Regions from separate parts of the Rattus norvegicus genome. Here region 1 is linked to region 2. A link is a contact called in public Hi-C data. All regions are on one chromosome and are shown on one strand. Each heading gives the region's core, a stretch centred on a gene start, on an enhancer-like site or on the middle of the called end of the contact. The rest is flanking DNA. Distances are from core to core; before and after follow the strand shown. Region 1 holds the start of Tmem269 (transmembrane protein 269). Region 2 has its middle 23 kb from the start of Zfp691.

Region 1 (3,376 bases), core at 59-2,558, 68 kb after region 2:
CCCTCTCTTGGGTACTTCCTTGGGTCTTTGATTGGTCGTCTTTGACGAGCCTTCTGGTGCCTGCAGAGCTTGTAAGCACTTGTCTCAGAAGGCTTCTTGTGCTCACCGTGTAACACCTGGCATTCTTTACTGACTTTGCCTACCTTGTCTTCTTTTTTTCCTAGAGGGGATGCAACTTGGGTGCAGATTGGAGCCTCTTGTGCCAAGCATGAGGCCTGACAATAAAAGTGTTCAATGTTAATTCATACAGTACACCTCCTAGGCCCTCTTGCTGCACTGACTCTAAAGTACCCAGAATCTAGCCCTCTTCATTGAGGCCTTTGAGAAGCCATTTTAGATGAAACCCCTTCCATGAAGCACCCCAGGCAACTGCTCAACCCTTATCATTTATTCATCTCCTTCTTTCCAGTGCCTCCCTGTGCCGTGCTTTGCATATTTGGGTAAATAGAACAAGACCCATGTGCCGACTTCGGATGATATAGTCTTGATGGAATGTTAGATTCTTGAGGAGACATGCTATGTGCAACTAGGCATGTTCCAGTTGCCCTGGGTATACCAGGAAGCAAAGTCTGGGGCAAGGGCAAGGGCAAGGACAAGGGAGAATTTCACCCATATCATTCTGGTGACATGTACCAGAATGGAAGGTTGGGTGTGATTGCCAAAGAAAATTAAAAATGCAGCAATTCTTGGTTCCCAAAACACAAGTGACTGGAGGTGAAGTTGGGGAAGTCTGAGCTGGGGCCCTCCCAGAAGTGACTGTGGGCCAGCCCCACGTGGGACTGAAATGAATTGGGGAGGAATTGAGGAACGGGAACTGTTGGTGAGAACCCGCCCGGGCGGTACTCCAGAGCTCACATGACTCTGTGTTTCTAGAAAGAGGACTAAGGGATAAGCGTTCCCTCACCAGGCAGCATGAGAGGCTGGTAAGAATGAAGGTGTACTTTCCAGCAATGGTGTCTCTTGTCCTTCCTCATCGCGTACATTGCCATTCTTTCCCGGAGGCCAGAGGCCATCTCCTGCACAGACCTGACCTCTTGAGAACAGGACACAACACTAGTCTCTCGCCAGCCTCCCGCAGGTTGTCCGGGTAACCCGGTTAAACCCAATTTTGTCTGATGACAAGGCACTGGCTGGCCTGATGCGCCTGTCCCTCTTTCTTGCCCCACCTGCTCTATGTCAGTGGGGAAAACTTACCTGGGGATCAAACATTCCTAGATGAGGCTGAGGCTTTCCCGCTGCCTTTTGAGGCAGAGGGTCCAGCCCAGGTGAGGGTGCATCGATGCGGGTCCAGCCTCTTAACCTGGCTCTTAGCTCACAATCCAGAGGACAGGGGAGGGGCTGCAGAGTCCTTGGACAGAGGCACCAGACCCTCAATTTACAGCTCTTGTAGTGGGCGGCACGAGGCGGAGCATGGAAGATTTTAGGGGAGGGGCCTGCTTTCTCCACCCACATGAACCTGGATAGAGCCATCCTGGGCTCATTCTGACTTCTGCTTGGTGCAGACTCCGGCTGTTGAGTGTCTGGGGGTTAGAGATCAGCTGGGAGTGAGGTGAAGACTGTAAAAAGCAGGCTGGGGTCCACAACGTGAAGAGCACCTTAAATGTCAGCTCCAAGTCGGTATGGCCTTTTATAGGCTCGGATTGTTGTACGTAAAAGGTGGTATAAACATATAGTAACATTTCTCAGGAAGATGAGGGTCTGAGGAATTGAGACCCAAACATGAAGACAATGTTTTTAAGTCAGGTTCTTTCAGAAAGTCACTGTAAAAGACGGAAGCTATGTCAGGGAATGGAGAGGTAGCCAGTGTGAGAGGAATTGCAAGAGTAAGGGAGGCCCTAAGCAAGGATGAAAGCTTTCCAGAAGGTTCCAGATGGAGCAGTTGAATGGATAGTGTGCTATAGAAGACCCACTCCCGACCCCCAGACAGAGGTTCTCTGTGTAGCCCTGGCAGTCTTGAAAATTGCTCTGTAGACTAGACTGGCCTCAAACTCTAGAGATCCACCTGTCTCTGTCCCCCAAGTGCTGAGATTAAAGGCGTGGACTACAACATGGGTCAGTAAACCCTTTTTGTTTCATTTTTCTCTTAAGACACTACCCCACACTGTAGACCAGGCTGGCTGAAACTATGTAGCTGAGGCTAGCCTTGAACTCATGTTCAAGTGCTCATAGGCTTGGAAAGAAACAGTGCTGGATAATATTCTAGGTAGGATCCATCCTCAGCTGTCCCACATCCACACCACACTGAGGCTAAATTGAAGTAGCAAGAGTATCCAGGGCCCAGAGAATATGCAATAGAAAGGGTGGAGCTAAGAGGCCATGTGACACCATAATCAGCAAGGGAGAGGGGAATCTAGCATGAGCTCAGAGGCCATCAGATACATACGGCTAGAGGCTGTGCACAGTATCTCCCTGGGCCTTGAAATGGCCTTGCCACTGTATCCAGTCTTGTTCTACTCATGGAAATGGTGGATCAAATAGTTCATTTACTATCAACTCCACCATTAGTCATCAGTGGACCTGGGATGAGGACATGGCTTTATTATATGCACTTTTTCAGTGTATGCAAAGGCCCCTGACTTAACCCCAGCACCTAACATTAAAATAAGAACTTGCAGAGCTCAGACCTGAGAAGAATCTGACACTAAAGTCTGTAGAGATAATCTCTTGTGCAGCGTATGGAAGCCTGGCCTGTCAATAAACAGGCCTATGGACAGTGAGCAGAGGCAGGGTTAGAAGGTGGGTCATCCAGCAAGGACTCTGAAGACAGTCGGGCATGGGAGATTTGCCCCAAACACAGAAGATGGTCATATGAAACTGCAGACCAGGTAACCAGCCACATGGCCGGACTTAGACTAGAATTAAATAAGTTATGAGCTAGTCAGGGAACAAGTAAAAACTTTCAGCCTAGGCATTTATTCATGAAATATTAAGCCCCAGAGTCCTTATTTCTGGGAACAAAGTGAGTGGACAGGTGTCACATGGCCTCTTAGCTCCACCCTTTCTATTGCATATTTCTGGGAACAAAGTGAGTGGACAGGTGGAAAAACATTAAGTCACACGTGGATTTAACAACAGAAGTCGGACCTGGGTGTCTGAAAACTAAAAGAACAAGCTGGGGCCAAGAGTATGCTACAAATGCAGCCAACACCATACCATTGCCCTCTACTGTCTCCATGGAGGGTCACACAGAGCCTTGCGATGTTCTGAAGCAGGTGTTGGGATGGCTACTAGTGTTAAAGGAAACACTCAAGGGTGGGGAAGGAATCAAGGAGGCCCACAGGAAGCTACTGCCTTAGGTAGAGACATAGGTGGCCTGGACCAAGAAAAGGGGGTAGAAGTGATGAGGGGTCATATGGCTGTATGCTGTGTTCTGAGA
Region 2 (3,405 bases), core at 802-3,301:
GCAAGCGCTCTACCACTGAGCTAAATCCCCAACCCTTTGTTTTCTTCTTAAGATTATTTTAGATTTATTTTATGTGTGTCTGTTTTGTCGACATGTTTGCACAGGTACTATGTGTGTGCCTGGTGCCTGAGGAGGTCAGAAGGGGGTGTTGGTTCCCAGCGAGCTCCCAGCCAAAGTGATTTATTCTCTCATGTGTGAGGGCAGATCCAGTGAGGGTGAGGCTTTCTCCCACATCGTAAGTTAAAAATTAATGTGAAATTTATCCATCCAAACCCAAGACCTGGGTTTGACATAGGCCTCCAAGGTTCATTTAATAGCATACATTTCATCAGAGCCTCTCACCTTTGTGGATCCTAGGTTTTCCACCCATACATAAAATCATCTATGTACATAGGACACTAAGGCAGGAGCAGGGTTGTATATGAGAATGGATGGAAATATTGTGAGGGGAGAATAGGGGAAGGAGGCTGTATACGTCATATGAATGTCTCTTCGAAACCCATGTGAGAGCTGGAGAGATGGCTCAGTGGTTAAGAGCACTGGCTGCTCTTCCAGAGGACCCGAGTTCAATTCCCAGCACCCATATGGTTCTCAGCTAAGAGTCCAGTTTCAGGGGATCTGATATTTTTGACCCCTATGGGTACTGTATGTCCATGCTACACAGACATACATGTAGGCAAAACACTCAGACACATAAATATGTTTTAAAACCACCCACTGTGTACAGTGAATGTACATCAATGAAAAAAAAGTATACAATTTAGAGTCAGGTCTAGTAGCTCTCATCTATAATCCCAGCACTTGGGGACTGAGGCAGGAGCACTGTCATCAGTTCAAAGCCACCTTGAGCTATACAGTCCCAACCCCTCCTAGATGTCCTTTCTAAAAACAAAAACAAACACATAAACAAAGGACCCAGCCACTCACGTGGCTCATACTGGTAAACACAACACTTAGAGACAGAGGCAGGAGGATCACAGGTTTGAGACCCCAACTCATAACACAAAAACAACCCCCAAATGTACATGGTATAAGATAATTACTGGGCTTAAGGAGATCTTGTATTATTGTTCAGATAACACAAAATAAGCTAAACTTTGCTGAATTTCACTTATAAACTTACAAATTTGACATATTTACGTATTTTGAACTGAATTTGTACACTTCGTGCTCTCTTTTTGTTTACGCTTTTGTATTCCTGGCTAATCCAGTTCCTACCCCCCAGCAAACAAGTCCTGCCCAAGTACTTTACAAAGAATGTATAAATGTAAGCTTGCCAGGCAGTGATGGCACAGTCAGCCCGGCACTCAGGAGGCAGAGGCAGGCAGACATCTGAGTTCAAAGCCAGCCTGGTCTACTAAATGAGTTTCTGGACAGCCAGGGCTACACAGAGAAAACCTTGTCTTGAGACAAAAAGAAAAGAAGGAAACAAACTCAGCGAGTCTAGTTGTCAAATATTACAATACCGTTTTATGGACTTAACAAAATTTTCTTATAGCTCATGAGCCCTAATCCAATTACACTGACCTATCGGATTCTGTAATAGGCCAGATTATTTTAAAATCTCACCTGTAAGGTGAAACACATGCACACAATCTTACTTTAAACACAAAATTATTAGCCTAGGCTGCTTAATCTCTTTATCAGCTCTGTATTGATTCTCCCCTCCAGGTACTGAGCAGGCCTGCTCACTTTTCGTGATCTGGTGCCTTTGGGTGGGAGAGCCGTAAACTGTATTTAATCCTGGACGTTTGGGTTTGGAAAAAGCCATTAGTCAGCAGGGGGAACGTTCCAGCACATCCAGAGCTCACATTACAGGGTCAGCAATTCACAGCTGCGCTAGAGTTAAGTTCTCAGGCGGCCAAGCCGAGGTGGCCAGCTCAACAGTTCCTGACTGTGACCTCATGTCCCGCACAGGAAGGCCAAGTTTGACATCTTACGTGGAGGCTGGTGGGTAGATAATTTATTCACACCATATCACTATCAGTCAGAAACTTGACACCCGGGACAGGACCCGAGCTTTGCAATCCTCCAGGCTGTTTCTCTCTGAGTCACAGTAGATATAGTGAGCCCTTTTTAAAGTCACCATGACAACGCAGGACTTCTGATGGACTCAAATTATACCCTTGTGCAATGAGCTGATACATTTGCAAGCTCCTCTAGCTTGTAAAAAACAAAACGGGGGTGCTGGAGAGATGGCTCAGTGGTTAAGAACACTGACTGCTCTTCCAGAGGTCCTGAGTTCAATTCCCAGCAACCACATGGTGGTTCACAACCATCTGTAATGGGATCTGATGCCCTCTTCCGGTGTGTCTGAAGACAGCGACAGTGTACTTATTAATAAATAAATAAATCTTTTAAAAACAAAACAAAGAAAACTTGTATTACAATTAGTGGATACTTGTTTTGTGTTTTAATCTTTATACATTTTTATGTATTTATTCATCGTATGTGCACATGCGTGTGGTATGCATACCACAGCACACATAAGGAAGTCAGAGAAAAACTTGCCAGAGTCACTTCTCTCCTTTCACTCTGTGGGTCCCAGTGTTGAACTGGGGCTGTCAGTCTTGACCTCGGGGCCTTTACCCACTGAGAAATCTTGCCTGCCTGTTTATTTCCTTTTGTGTCAAGGTCTCACTCTAGAGCCCAGGCTACCCTCCTGCCTCAGCCTCGGAAGTGCTGGGATACAGTCTTTGGCTGTGTTCTTCAGCCTCTTGAGATGGTTTCTGGCTCAGTGACTAAATGTGCTTGCTGCAATCCTTACCTCCTGAGTCTGATCCCTGCAAGCCTCACGGTGAAAGGAGAGAACTGGATTCTCCAAGTCATCCTCTGACCTCCATATATGCATAAGCATAAATAAAATACAATACATTAAAAAGTCTTTATTGGAGATGCTTATCATTCTGGAATTATATATTTCTGATGGCTTATAATTTTTAAACGTAGCCCTTTAAAAAGAATCTTTATTAGTTTCACATGTACATGTGTGTGCCTGGACCTGTATGTGCAGGTATTTATGGAGGCCAGAGGAAGGTGTCAGATGCCCTGGAGCAAGACTTACTGTGAGCTGTCCGCATGGACGCTGGCAACCTGCCCATGCCCTCTCCAAGAACCCCAGCCTCTCTCGGCCACAGAGCCACCTTTCCAGCCCTCTGTGGCCCTTTGACTATAGTGCTTCTTTTTCTCTAGTGTCTCTTTTCTGATCTTAAAGCTGTGCACTAGACTTCTTGTGAGCGGTAATGGCTTGGTATGTTTTTGTGAATCTTTTTAACTTCAACTTTCTAGGTGCAGCTTGGATCTACCCCTCTCCCCACCCCCACCCTCCAGACAGAATTTCTCCGTGTAGCCCTGACTGTCCTGGAATTCTTTCTGTAGACAAGGCTGGCCTTGAATTCAGAGATA

Evidence for each region. A called contact is a pair of places that touch in the nucleus more often than the background predicts.
Region 1: a contact with region 2 is called in a Hi-C map of the A7r5 cell line, with 2.0 times the contacts expected there. The contact joins the promoter of Tmem269 here to the enhancer-like site in region 2. A contact is called at or near these places in 8 of 12 Hi-C or Micro-C datasets (the A7r5 cell line, Schwann cells, frontal cortex and 4 more).

The regions. Positions count from the first base shown.
Region 1 is chr5:138,113,981-138,117,356 of GRCr8, forward strand. Tmem269 (transmembrane protein 269) reads right to left here and starts at 1,309. Exons shown (of 7, transcript NM_001134627.2): 1 at 1,195-1,309; 2 at 144-215. The coding sequence starts at 210.
Region 2 is chr5:138,045,335-138,048,739 of GRCr8, forward strand. No RefSeq gene overlaps it. Among named protein-coding and RNA genes, the nearest start is that of Zfp691, 23 kb to the right of the region's middle. Within about 2 kb of position 2,052, at least 10 of the 93 cell types and tissues checked have an H3K27ac peak or open chromatin away from gene starts, as enhancers often do. A contact at or near this core is called in the A7r5 cell line, where this site is marked.